Regions from separate parts of the Mus musculus genome. Here regions 1 and 2 are each linked to region 3. A link is a contact called in public HiChIP or PLAC-seq data. All regions are on one chromosome and are shown on one strand. Each heading gives the region's core, a stretch centred on a gene start, on an enhancer-like site or on the middle of the called end of the contact. The rest is flanking DNA. Distances are from core to core; before and after follow the strand shown. Region 1 holds the start of Cldn20 (claudin 20). Region 2 overlaps Tiam2 (T cell lymphoma invasion and metastasis 2). Region 3 overlaps Tiam2 (T cell lymphoma invasion and metastasis 2).

Evidence for each region. HiChIP or PLAC-seq counts read pairs in DNA pulled down with a chosen protein or histone mark.
Region 1: a contact with region 3 is called in an H3K27ac HiChIP or PLAC-seq map of embryonic fibroblasts, with 9 read pairs. The contact joins the promoter of Cldn20 here to the enhancer-like site in region 3. A contact is called at or near these places in 10 of 39 promoter capture datasets (the 3T3-L1 cell line, cranial neural crest, embryonic stem cells and 7 more), 3 of 15 datasets of contacts at CTCF or cohesin (CD8 T cells, the NIH/3T3 cell line and pro-B cells), 14 of 484 Hi-C or Micro-C datasets (the N1E-115 cell line, cerebral cortex, differentiating embryonic stem cells and 8 more), 5 of 115 datasets of contacts at active chromatin or transcription factors (embryonic fibroblasts and embryonic stem cells) and 1 of 9 other capture datasets (adipose tissue).
Region 2: a contact with region 3 is called in a CTCF HiChIP or PLAC-seq map of the NIH/3T3 cell line, with 18 read pairs. The contact joins two enhancer-like sites. A contact is called at or near these places in 1 of 15 datasets of contacts at CTCF or cohesin (the NIH/3T3 cell line) and 1 of 484 Hi-C or Micro-C datasets (liver).

Annotation. Positions count from the first base shown.
Region 1 is chr17:3,530,291-3,534,377 of GRCm38.p6, forward strand. It overlaps Cldn20 (claudin 20), which reads left to right and starts at 2,264. Exons shown (of 1, transcript NM_001101560.1): 1 at 2,264-2,923. The coding sequence starts at 2,264. The coding sequence ends at 2,923. All of the region lies in intron 5 of Tfb1m (transcription factor B1, mitochondrial), which reads right to left.
Region 2 is chr17:3,360,096-3,364,257 of GRCm38.p6, forward strand. All of the region lies in intron 1 of Tiam2 (T cell lymphoma invasion and metastasis 2), which reads left to right. Among named protein-coding and RNA genes, the nearest start is that of Tiam2, 36 kb to the left of the region's middle. Within about 2 kb of position 1,901, at least 13 of the 459 cell types and tissues checked have an H3K27ac peak or open chromatin away from gene starts, as enhancers often do. A contact at or near this core is called in the NIH/3T3 cell line, where this site is marked.
Region 3 is chr17:3,465,610-3,469,853 of GRCm38.p6, forward strand. All of the region lies in intron 14 of Tiam2 (T cell lymphoma invasion and metastasis 2), which reads left to right. Among named protein-coding and RNA genes, the nearest start is that of Gm52295, 59 kb to the left of the region's middle. Within about 2 kb of position 1,287, at least 15 of the 459 cell types and tissues checked have an H3K27ac peak or open chromatin away from gene starts, as enhancers often do. A contact at or near this core is called in the NIH/3T3 cell line and embryonic fibroblasts, where this site is marked.

The DNA of each region.
Region 1 (4,087 bases), core at 1,014-3,513, 66 kb after region 3:
ATGTGAAGTCCAGACACCCTGTGCACGAACCAAGTCCTGTGCTAACTAGAGATGCAATGTCTTAATATTTACTTGCTTTTGCCTGACTGCAATTAATTGCTGCCCGGACTTGCTAATTTTGACAACTGACTTCTTACTGATCTCTACGACACCAAAATGTACTTATACATTTAGGAAATGTATTGTTTGATTGAAAGAGAGTTCTAATAGTAAAGGTGGATATAGATAGATCAACATGTAAGTTATTCCATCAGGCAAACAGCAAGATGATCTTCAGGCAGTGTTGACACTGATCCCAACTACTGGAGCCTCCTGGGCTGGAAATAAGTCTGTGAGGCAGTTTCACAGACTGACGCCTGAACTCACAAGAGCTGGTAAGAACTGTAGATACACGAGCTTGCTCCTCCCTGCAGGCTCTTAACTTTCCTTCTGTTTTGGTTATAGCTGGGACATCTGGGGAACAAAAGAACTAAACTGCTCGCCCCCTGCAGATTAAGTCCCAAGATCATCAAGCTGGTACACGGCTGACTCAAGAATGTAATTCCTTAAAATCATGGGCTGACAAAACAGAACTCGGCTGGGCGTGGGGGCACACGCCTTTACTCCCAGCACTTGGGAGGCAGAGGCAGGCAGATTTCTGAGTTTGAGGCCAGCCTGGTCTACAAACTGTGTTCCAGGACAGCCAGAGCTACACAGAGAAACCCTGTCTCGAAAAACCACCAAAACCAAAAACAAAACAAACAAACAAAAAAAACCAAAAAAACAAAAAACCAAAAAAATCAGAACTCAATCCAGCATCGTAAGACCTGGTGTCTTAAGAGACACAGCTATCTATGGCAGGTTTGTACTTCCACATAGGCCTGGATTAGTGTTACTCTAAGTATTTAACAAAAGCCACACACCAGCCTCTTGGCAAGAAGGAAAGCCAAACCATTTGTCCTATCTGTTACCCACACAGGCCTTGGCTTTCCTGGAGAGGGAAGGAGCAGGCAGGTGCCTCTGTCAGGACAGAGGAAGAGAGGAGGGAGGAGCAGACAGGAGCGAGCTGCAAGGCAGCCGAGCAGCGAAGACTGTGGTGTGGGCGCTTCCACCTGAGTCCACCGATGTAACCAATCACACTCTAGACTTCCTAAGGTTTCCTGCAGCTCTGGGATCCTAAAAACGTTAATTCACTCACTTCAAGGAAGGAAAAGAAAAATCCAAACGTCTCACTTTCTGGACGGATGCTCAAGTCCAGAGACATGACATAAACCAAGATTCACCTCCAGGCTCTTTGGGTTGAAGTGTGTGTAAGAATCACAACAGTCACAGCAGTTTATAAAACACCAGTGTTGCAGCAGTCCAGAGAGAGTAGTAAATACTATCAGATGGAGTGCACAATGGTGGACCAGGAATGTGAAGATGGAGATTAGGAAGTACTTTTGCCTTTTAAAAGCCAGCTACAAAGTAAAACAAGGGGCAGGGGGATCTTATGATTTTCCCTATGGCAACAATGTGGCTATTTCTGGCCCTGTTTCTGAGTCATTCAGGGAATTAGAGTTGTAATTCTGAACACTTGCCCTGGATTGTGACTGGGAAGCATTCGACTGGTAAGGAAAAAGGATCTTACATTTTTGTAAGCTAGTACCAGGAACAAATGCTAGCTAACCCACAGAAGGGCTGTGCTGAACTTGAATTCCTTCTATTTTCCTTAAGCCTCACACATGGTATGTGCTGAATAAAGATTTAATTCAAACCTTTTTTCAGTTACCTTTGCTAATATTTATAAATTATTTGGAGGAGGTAGATTTGAGGTTGTTCCTTATGATTTAAAACTATTTAATGTGGTTTACAATGCTAACAAAATTCTCCATCAGAGTTTACAGCTGCAATCTGAAGTGTCTAACCTGAGTATGTCTACTTGGCAGACATTTTCAGCGCACTTAGGGTCTTCCGTGGATGACTCTACTCACACCACAAACCAAGCACTGCTTGTGATGCTCCCTCAGCAGATTGCTAGCCCCCAAGTCCACCATGAGCCCGCAGCCTCCTCTCCCACTCTGTGCATGTCTGTGCATGCAGGCAGCAAGGATGCTAGTCAGTGTGCCCTGGCTCCCCTGTGAAGTCTTTTTGTTTTCTTATTCTTCCTTCACCCCCAATCCTAATTTTGCTTCTCTCCATAGCTTTTGTTATGTGGGTCTCAGCTGCACAGAAATAGCTACAGATCTGACCACACACCACAATTACCCACTGAGATCTTCTAGGAGAACAGAAGAGTAACATCATGGCCTCGGCAGGTCTCCAGCTCCTTGCTTTCATCCTGGCCGTGTCTGGGGTGTCTGGAGTACTCGCTGCCACTCTGCTGCCAAACTGGAAGGTTAATGCATACGCAGGACCCAACATTGTAACTGCTGTTGTCCAGGTGCAGGGGTTGTGGGTGGACTGCACGTGGTACAGCACTGGGATGTTTAGCTGCACTCTAAAATACTCCATTCTGTCGCTCCCCGTCCATGTGCAGACTGCGAGGGCCACCATGGTCCTGGCCTGTGTTCTGTCTGCTTGGGGGATTTGTACTTCGATAGCAGGAATGAACTGCACTCACTTAGGAGGAGACACACACACCAAGAGTAAAATTTCCTTTGCTGGAGGAGTCTGCTTCATCACTGCAGGGATCTCTGGTTTAATCCCAACAGTGTGGTACACCAAGGAGATCATAGCGAACTTTCTGGATCTGACCATTCCGGAAAGCCACAAATATGAACCTGGAGGAGCCCTGTACATTGGGTTTATTTCGGCGATGCTACTACTTATCTCTGGTGTTATTTTCTGCACTTCTTATATACAGAAGAACCAAGAACCATGGATCTACCCTCCCAAGCAGAAACTTTCCACTACCTGGCAGCCAAAGAACAGGCGAGCACATAACTTGAAGGATTACATGTAAAGAGCTGTGGGATGAACAGGTAGTGAGGCCTCTGAGAGCCTGCTCAAAATGTATTAGAATGAAGAGAAAAACCACATGTATGCTTAATTTCCTTTAAGAGAATATAAAATATTAAAAAATTGTGAGGTACTTTAAAATGCCAACAAACGATCACATACAATTATATCTACTGTCTTGCGTTTATTTTCCCATTATTGCATTCATGTTTTATTTAAAGTATGTAACTGAAAGAGGGCCTGACTAGACTAATAAAGTGATGGATGACAGTATTAGTTTACTTTTAAAGATAACTTTTTAATATATCTTTTACATTACTTTTTTTTAATTGCAAAGTATAAAAATGTTCTTGATCAACATCCTTTAGTGCTGATCAGGAATATCGCCTACTTTTGCCCCCTAGTGGGCAATGTCTGAATATTCTGCTGTTTTAAAGCCACAGGATGTGAGGAGACCCCAGGAAAGAGAAACAGAACTCATGCAGATATCACCCAAGCCATCCAGCCATAGACCCAACTTCCATTCCAAATTTTCATGTGTTATAATATATGCAAATTAAGATTAGATTGAATTAATAAACTGGTAGATGCTACTGCAGCACAAAAAATCCAATATAAACACAAACTAAAATATAGCACTTTTAAAGTACCAGCTGAGTAATAAGAGCCCTGCTTGCTTCAAATTACCTGAGCACTGACCCCTCTTCTGCATCCAGAAAACGATTACATTCATTTCCCCAACTCTTTGGATTCATCCCATCCCAATGGCTCACATTTGTCACTATTTGAGTAAGTCCCTTGTGTTTGAGACTGGGTCTTACCGGATAAGCCACATGCCTCCCTCCTGTGTGCTGGGCTTACACACATACTCCACTATGCTCAGCTTAGTCACCTTTAAGTTGTATTTTTTTCCTCAAAATTCATTCAAGTTAACAAAAACACTGCTGTTCTCTTATAAATGAGCATCTTCAGTTAATACAAGTAAATTAAGTTTTAAAGGAATGTTTTTTAAATATGCATATAAATTATGACATGTAATTCAAATATTCTAACAAAGATTTGGACTTTTCATAGCTGCAAAGAAACATTGCAGTTTTTCTAGTAATCTATTTGCTAGTTTATGCTTATTAATAGCTCATAATGGAACTGCTAAAGATAAAAGTCTACA
Region 2 (4,162 bases), core at 651-3,150, 100 kb before region 3:
AAATTTTTTCCCAAGGTACTTAGAGATTTATTTAAATTATCCTCTGTCTTGTGACTATGGGGCCTAAATTATGTTTCCTCTAGGGCAGAGAGCCCTTGGCTCATTCTGACCCTTTAATATTGTGTTCTGGATTTCCTCAAGTTACTCATGAGCTGTTTTTTTTGTTTTTTTGTTTTTTTTTTTAAATGAAGTTACCTTTGATCTTCTCTGCAATTGCAGACTTTCCAAAACAGGCCTTGTCTTAAGCAGGATGGCTGACTCTCCATCCCTGCTGATGTCAGAAAAAGTGGGCAGACCCTCCTTGGGTAAGTGAGAACAGTCAGGAGGCTCTAAACAACTTTCAGTTCCTCGATAACAAGAGACTCCCTGAGTCAGCTGTTCTCACCCTGTGGGTCACAACCCCCACAGGGGTCTCATATCAGATGTCCTGAATATCAGCTATTTATACTATTACAACCCATAACAGTAGCAAAGTTTCAATTGTGAATTAGCAATGAAAGTAATTTTATGTCTGGGTCACCATAGCATGAGGGATTGTATTCAGGGGTCGCAGCATTGGTTCCCTTCTAAGGATTCTTTTTGTTGGAAAATAAAACAGAGGAAATGGCAGGGCTCGGCTGGGTGCCTTTGCCTATTGTTACATCAGCAGAGATACGCCATGGCTCCATGCATGATCTTCACTGACTGTGTTTGACTGTAGGGCCCCATGGAAAAGAATCCCTCACTACCAGGCTGCACTTTCCCAGTTTGATCCTTGCTGTTGGTGTGACTGGATTTTTTTCTCCTCCCTTCCAAGATCTCCTCAAACTTTGTGGTCCCCCATGTGCTTCTTTCCCAGTTCTTAGCATGGTCTGTTTTATTTGAAACTGCACAGTTGTTTTTAGCACAAGCCCAGGAGCGTGGGGGCTGGAAGGTGTTCTGTCAGCGTGAGGAGCTTGGGTGAGAGGAATCCACCTGGTATTTCACTCTGAGTTTTGTACTTCTCTGGGAACTTCCTTTCAATGTTCTGGGCCTCTTTACAGAGGGAAGGACACTCAAAATTAGCCACCTGCAGAAGGGCAGTTTCTTCTGTCCCAGCCACTATGTGCACCCAGCTGTGTGTCTGTCAGTGGAGCTTTGATTTGTTCCTAGTGTGAGGGGAGAGATGCAGTGGGAACCATAGGCTTCTGTGGAGATGTCTCTGTGGGGATGTCTCTGTGGGGGGATGTCTCTGTGGGGATGTCTCTGTGTGGGGATGTCTCTGTGTGGGGATGTCTCTGTGTGGGGATGTCTCTGTGGGGATGTCTCTGTGTGGGGATGTCTCTGTGGGGATGCCTCTGTGAGGGGATGTCTCTGTGTGGGGATGTCTCTGTGTGGGGATGTTTAGAGCCTCCTGACTGTTCTCACTTACCCAAGGAGGGTCTGCCCACTTTCTCTGACATCAGCAGGGATGGAGAGTCAGCTTTACCCCAGTGGGCAGCACTCAGGATATCTTGTGCCCAAAAGCACCAAACTTGACCTGTGAGGAGCAGAAACCTAGCAGCACTCCAATCCTGAGTGCTCTGTGGATCTCTTCACAAGGCTCTTTGAAGCCCAGTGAGGTGTACGTTAAGCAGTGTAGAGAAGGACAGTGTCTCTCATACCTGTTTATTTATGTTTTATGTTTTAATATTCTTTTGTTACTGCGAGTGTGTGTGTGTGTGTGTGTGTGTGTGTGTGTGTGTGTGTGTGTGTGTATGCATGCATGCAGAGAGGTCAGAATTCAACTTGAGGAAGCTGGTTCTGTTCTTTCAACATTTGAGTCCTGGGGATCAAACTTAGGTTGTCCAAATCAACAGCAAACATCTTTACCATCTGGGTCATCTTATTGGCCCCTCTCCATTTGGTTTTGGAGAGGAATGGAGGCATGAGAGACTGGCAAATGTTACTATTGCATAGGAGGTTCGACTTGGCACCAACAATGGAGTTACTCAGGACAGAGTGGCCAATGCTGATGTCAGGGTAACTAAGGGAGGGTCTTATTAAAATTCATATAACAGTCCCCTTCCATCCTACTAGGTTCTGGTACACCCACAGAAGAAAAACAACAAGAGAATCGATGGAGCTACAAGGAAAAATGTGGCCCTGACAGTGTGAGCTAGCGTGTCCCAGGATAAAGTACTCAGCAAGAAGCCCCCATGGCAGCATGTTGGCGAGGCTGAGAAAGCAGGGATGGGAAAGAGGATTTGGAAAGAGAGCTGTGTGTTTGAGAAGAGGTAGCATTGTGAGACCCCCTACTTAAAGCGTTTCTCCCTGGAAGGTAAGGCCCCTGGACGTCCCCCAAGCTTGTTTTCCCTGATCTCTAAAAATACAGCCAGAAAGAAGCTCTTTGTTCTCTATAGCCAGCAAAAAGCCTTTTTGTTTCTGTGCCTTACAGCCAGAGATGCGATGATTGTGGGGAGACCTAGCCAGGTGCTTGCTTGGCTCCCTGTACCAAGGACATGGAGATAGATTCCACAGAGAAGAGCTGTAGCCAAACTCCTCCCAACTCCTCCCAACTCTCCTCCCAACTCCTCCCAATTCCTCAGCTAGCTGTTAAAAGCTCCCTACTGTTACTGCTCAGGGTCGAACTCCCCTGCCCTGCGCCGCTGAAGGAGTTCATCCTCAGCTAGCTAATAAGAAAACCTCTTGCAGTTTGCATCAGGTGTGGTTTTCTCTCCAGTTATTGGGGTGCCAGCCAGCTCATCCCAGGACTTGAGCTGAGGTCTCCCCAGTTTCGGGGGTCTTACAGCATCAGGACTGTGGGAGAATTGTGCTTGAATTATTGCAGGATAATATTTTTATAGGATGGTAATGATGTAACAAACACACGCAGGGCATGCTTGGACAGAAAGAGAACTCAAAATCCTTAACGCAGGTTTTGAAAGGCACTGTGGCTCCTTGTTGCAGCACATAACCAGGGCTGCTGCATCGTGGCTTTGACTGGCTGCCAGGTACAAATGCAAATGATGTGATGGGGGCTTGACCCCCAGGCCCTCTTTCTATGGAGCATGCTGGACTGTCATTTTTATCATTTTTCAGGGAGAGAGTACTCAAGGGTAGATCACGTGGTGGAGGCAGAAAAGGGTGTGAGTTTTCACAATAGGCTTGTTCTTTGGTTAGTTCATCTCTGGGACTTACACAAAGTATGTCATGGGAACTGGGGATTTGGCTTATGTTGGTAAAAATTCTAGCCTGGCATGCACAAGGCTCTAGGTTTGTCATTACCCACCAGTCAACTAAGCAATTGATCAATGATAATGGGATATGGTTCTGTTTCGTCTGTGTTTTCCCTGCTTCTGCCCATTGACTTATAAGGCTGGCTCATCAGGGATGGCTGGCTCATTAGCACCGTGATAATTGCTAGGTTTGGCTAGTGTTGGGAAGTCTGTCTTTTTTTTTTGCCTGCAGCTGAGCTGTGGCATATCACTCAGTTGTGTTAACAGCAGTCCTCCTTGTGTTGTGGGCATCTTAACAACTCATTCTAAGCCCTGGGTTTTCTGATTGGTCCATTTGCCAGAATGGCTCTAATTTGAAATGATGGCCTTTAGAAAAAGCATCAATTTTTTTTTAAACAAAAAGATGGCATAAATGTTTAGTGGGAAAGGAAAATAAACTAATTAACCTTAACCCAGGCAAGATACTTTTATTTATAATTTTCTTTTTAAATTAAAAAAAAAACAAACACTCCCCTCCCCCCCCCAAAAAAAAACCCACCAAACATCTGATCTTATCTGGCAAAAAAAGAAAATGGTAGTTAAGGGAAAAAAACCGTATTTTAAACTATGTTAGACATATGTCTTGCTGAAAGAGCTTTCTCTGGGGGGGGGGGGGACCTGTGCAGCCTTTAATAGTTTTGTCCAACACTTCCTCAGTACTTCCCCTTTGTGAGTGACAATAGTGAGATTGTCCCTGCTATTGGTTCAGAGTGTCTGAAACTGTCCTCTGATGAATAAGAACATTACAGGAGCATATTGCAGCTGAAAACATACCCCCTCCCCCAGCCAGTGGTTCTCAACCTGTGTGTTGTGACCTGTATATCAGATATCTACATTACAATTCATAATGGTAGCAACTTTACAGTTATGAAGTAGAACAGAATTTAATTTGTCATCCTGTGTGAACTACTGTAGAAGCCATGTTGATGGAGCTGTCCACATCTGCT
Region 3 (4,244 bases), core at 37-2,536:
TTCCTTCCAGGAAGTCATGGTGTGTAAATGGAGTCACTCAGTGGGTAGCCTGCCAGGCCTGATCTCTTCAGTAGCCTGACATGTTTGCCCTCTTCTCCCTAATGTAGCGTTTTCTAGGTTAACTTATATTTAAGCATCAGTCAGCCTTTCACTACTCTTCATAGCAGAATAATACTCCATTTTACCCTATTTTATGCAGCAAAATAGTAGCTCCTGCTGGAATGGGTATTCATTGTCTCCCCCACCCCCAAGCACAACTCCCGTCAGCTACATGTTTTTTTGCTAGGCTTCTTTCCCAGGATCTTTCAGTAAAACTCCAGATCACTAGTTTTGAAAGCCTTGAACATAAAATCCATTTTATTAAGATTCTTTAGGGCTGGAACTATGGCTGAGTCACCTACCATACATAAAACGCTTCCATATAAAGTAGGCATGCCTCACATCTGTAATCTCGGCTGCTCTGGGCCCTATGAATCCCAGCTGGGAGAGAGGGGGAGGGAGCGAAAGAGGGAAGGGAGAATGAATCTCTTGAGTGGCTGGAAAATGTGCTGTCTGTCTGTCATTTGCCCCTGACATAATTGTCACTTGGCTCTTTTTTCAGAGGGTATCACTGTCTGGTGGGTTTAAGTATACTTTAGGAATCTTTCCTTCATTTCCCACTCCCCTTTTCTTTGGGTGTGGGCTAACAACCCACAATTCCCAAGTCATAGTCACAGCCATCCAGGAGGACAAGGTTGTCCTGTGAGGGAGACTGGCTTCCTCCTCAGCTCGTTCCGTTGTCCTTCTAAAGATGCCTGTGTGTGTTGTACCAGGCATGGTGGTAGCCAGCTGCCATTGCTCCCCTGAAAACACTGGTCTCACTTCTTCTCTATGACTCTGAGGAGATTTGTCACTAGACAATTGGCTCAGATCATGGTAGCCTGCTATCAAGGAGCATTTATTACCTGCGTTTTTTTCTTCTGTGCACCACCAGCTCTTGCTACATTGAACCTCGGGTTCAGTAGACTTCTCGGGAGTTTTATAAAGTTTACATTTTTCTGGCAGGGTATGTATGTAGTGATAGAATTGATGTTCTCTGCAAGCTTTATGATGACATTCAAATGGCTGCTTTGAATGTCTTAGACACGGAATAATAATGAGCATTAAAATGGAAGGCCTGGGAGATGGTTTAGTTGGAAAAGTGCTTACCATACAAGCATGACAACATTCTGGTCTCTAGGACCCATGTTAAACAAACAAACAACTAGCCATAGTGCTATATGCTTGTAATTCCTGTGATGGGGTGGCAAAGACAGGCCAATTCCTGTGGTTAACTGGTTAACCAGCCTGGCTTACTTGGAAAATTCCAGGCTAGTGAGAGATTCCTTCTTTAAAAACAAACTAGATATTATCCTGAAGAATGATACCTCAAGTTTAACTTCAGGCCTCTACACTCATGTGTACCTTCCCCTACATAAGCATAAGCACGCGCACCCCCCCCCACACACACACACAGAGAGAGAGAGAGAGAGAGAGAGAGAGAGAGAGAGAGAGAGAGAGAGAGATGTAGTTGGACTAGTAGATTGATTTTTTTGTTTGTTTGCTTGGGGTTTTTTATTTGTTTGTTTGTTTGTTTTTGAGACAGGGTTTCTCTGTATAGCCCTGGCTGTCCTGGAACTCACTTTGTAGACCAGGCTGGCCTTGAACTCAGAAATCCGCCTGCCTCTGCCTCCCAAGTGCTGGGATAAAGGCGTGCGCCACCCCCGCCTGGAATAGATTGATTTTTTTTTGTGTGTGTAAGGATAATGTATGGTATTAAATAATGATCTTTTGGTTGGGTAGTCAGGTCCCCCAACCTTGAAAGGAGTCAGTCCTATTATTTTTCTCAGTCTCGGAAGTGTGTATTTATGATTTCATTTAAGCATCTTATTTTCATTTTGTTTCTCTGACAATTAGGGAGTAATATTTGCCTTGATGACAGCACAGTAAGCTGTCCTTGCTAAGAGGTGCCACAGGCCATTGCCCTTTAAAGTAAAAAACATTAATAGAACTTAGGGAAACCGAAATTAGCTAAGAATAACCACTGTTATACAAAGCTCCCAGATTTCGAATTCAAATGGAGGAACTTCTCAGGGCTCTTTACAAGTGGACTTCATGTTTGGTGTGTTCCTTGTGCTGCCATTTCATATGTGAGGTTAATGGGCAGCTGTATGATAATTCGTGTGACTCGGAGAACTGGGCCGGGGGGATTTTAGCTGTGTATGTACAAAGCACTGTTGTTCAGCTGGCTGACTTGATTTATTCAGTATATTGACCTCTCTTAAAATTGCATTTGTAATTAAGGCAGAAAAAAGCAAAAGACACACGGGATGAAGGAGATGAATGGGATGAGGACTCTGAGGTTCCTCTTTGGTTCTTTCTGAGCTCTTTATCAATTGAACTGTGTGGTGAAAGTGCCAAGAAACCAGAAAACTACAGATTAAGACATAGTCCACACACACAGTCAACCGAATGTCAGTAGAAAGAAGGATACATTAAGACATCAAGAATGGGGGCTGGAGAGGTGGCCCAGCAGTTAAGAGCCCTTATGTGTTTCCACTGCCCACCAAGTGACATTTTGAAGGTTTGTGGCTGTGGTTTTAACTATATGTTGTCTGGGGACATGGCTGATGAGTCGCTTGCAGTCCTCTAAATTAATATCACATGTTAAGGTGGGTTTCATTGTGTTAGTTTCTTGTTCCTATGTCCAAATACTGTAGCCACAAGCTTTATTTCCCAGCCTCTTTGTTCCCCAAAATTATGACTGAGACTTAATATTTTATGAATAAATGTCTAAGCCAATAGTTTTGCCTTGTTCCCCAACTAGCTCATAACTTAATTACCCATGTATTCTAAGTCCTGTTGTGTGGTTAGCTACCTCTTCTTCAGCATTCCAGGGCAAATCCCTCACACCTGAGTCTATCCCAGGAATCCTCACTGTACCAGTGCTTCCACCTCCCTATTTTCCTGTCAACGTTCATAGGCCAATAGCCTTTCATTGACAAATGGAGCTTCCACACATTGCACAAAAGATTCCCTCTACCAAATACCAGGGAAAGTAGCTTAAGGAAGGGGCTGTTTTGGCGGATAGTTAGAAGTGATGTAGCTGATCTTGGCATTGAAGGCAGGGTGGTTGGGGTGTGAGGCAGCTCATCCTATTACACCCACAGCTGGGCAGCAGAGAGAAGAGATGCAGGTGCTCACTCGCCCTGCTTTTATACACTCTAGAGTCTCAGCCAATGGAGTGGTGCCAGCCACATTTACAGTGAGGCTTCTCACCTCCATTAACCTAATCTAGAACGTTTTTAGAAGCATGTCCAGAGACTTGTTTCCTAAACAAATCTAGTTGATCATATTAGATCAAAAAATAGATCAAGTTGACAATATCAATCATTACATAAGTGAAGGAGAAAGCACAAATGTACTGAGCCAAGAATTAACACCATTAATAAGTAAATGTCAACAAACTCTTTGAGGCTGCTGGGAATTTTGGCCTTTCCTTACAAAGCTACAGATTCCATTTTTTTTTTTCCTTATGGCATTATTAGGGCAGACTATGAATTGTGTAGCTACCACTATGGTTTTTGTTTCAGCATAGTAGAAATACATTATTGAAAGAAGGTCTTTACATATGGCAGTATTACAATCAGTATACTATAGTATGCTTTGGAATGGTGGAGAGGGAAATTGTTCACTGATAGTATGAGTCTTCAGGACTAAATGAAAGTTTCCATCTTCATGCCCTACCCTTCCTGCAGGTGACTCTCATCCTCACAGTGAGGCAGAGCTTGCCCAGTGCTGTGAGTACCATCTTAGTCCATATGTGTTGCTCCAGTTCCAGAGTCTGGGTCATTTCTTAGCAGAAATGCAGTGGCTTATAGTTCTGGAAACTGAAGTCCAAGGTCAGGGCATTAGGTTTAGCCATTGACTCTACTGTGGCCTTGACTTCTGCATCCTCATGTGGCAGAAGGCAGAGAAGAGTGCACATACCGTGAGGCTCATGATCTAGTGCATGAATGCCATGTCCCAAGGACCTCATCAGATCCCTTCTCCGGGCACTTTCAGTGACAGCAAACTTCCAACACACAGATTCTGGGTTACACATTCACATTGCTGTGACTTCAATTATTAATTTTGCAAAAATTTAAGCCAATAAGTAGCCTACAATTTGCATTTCTTGTTTGGAGCATAGTGATTGATGTCCTCCATCTACTCTCATTTTCAGT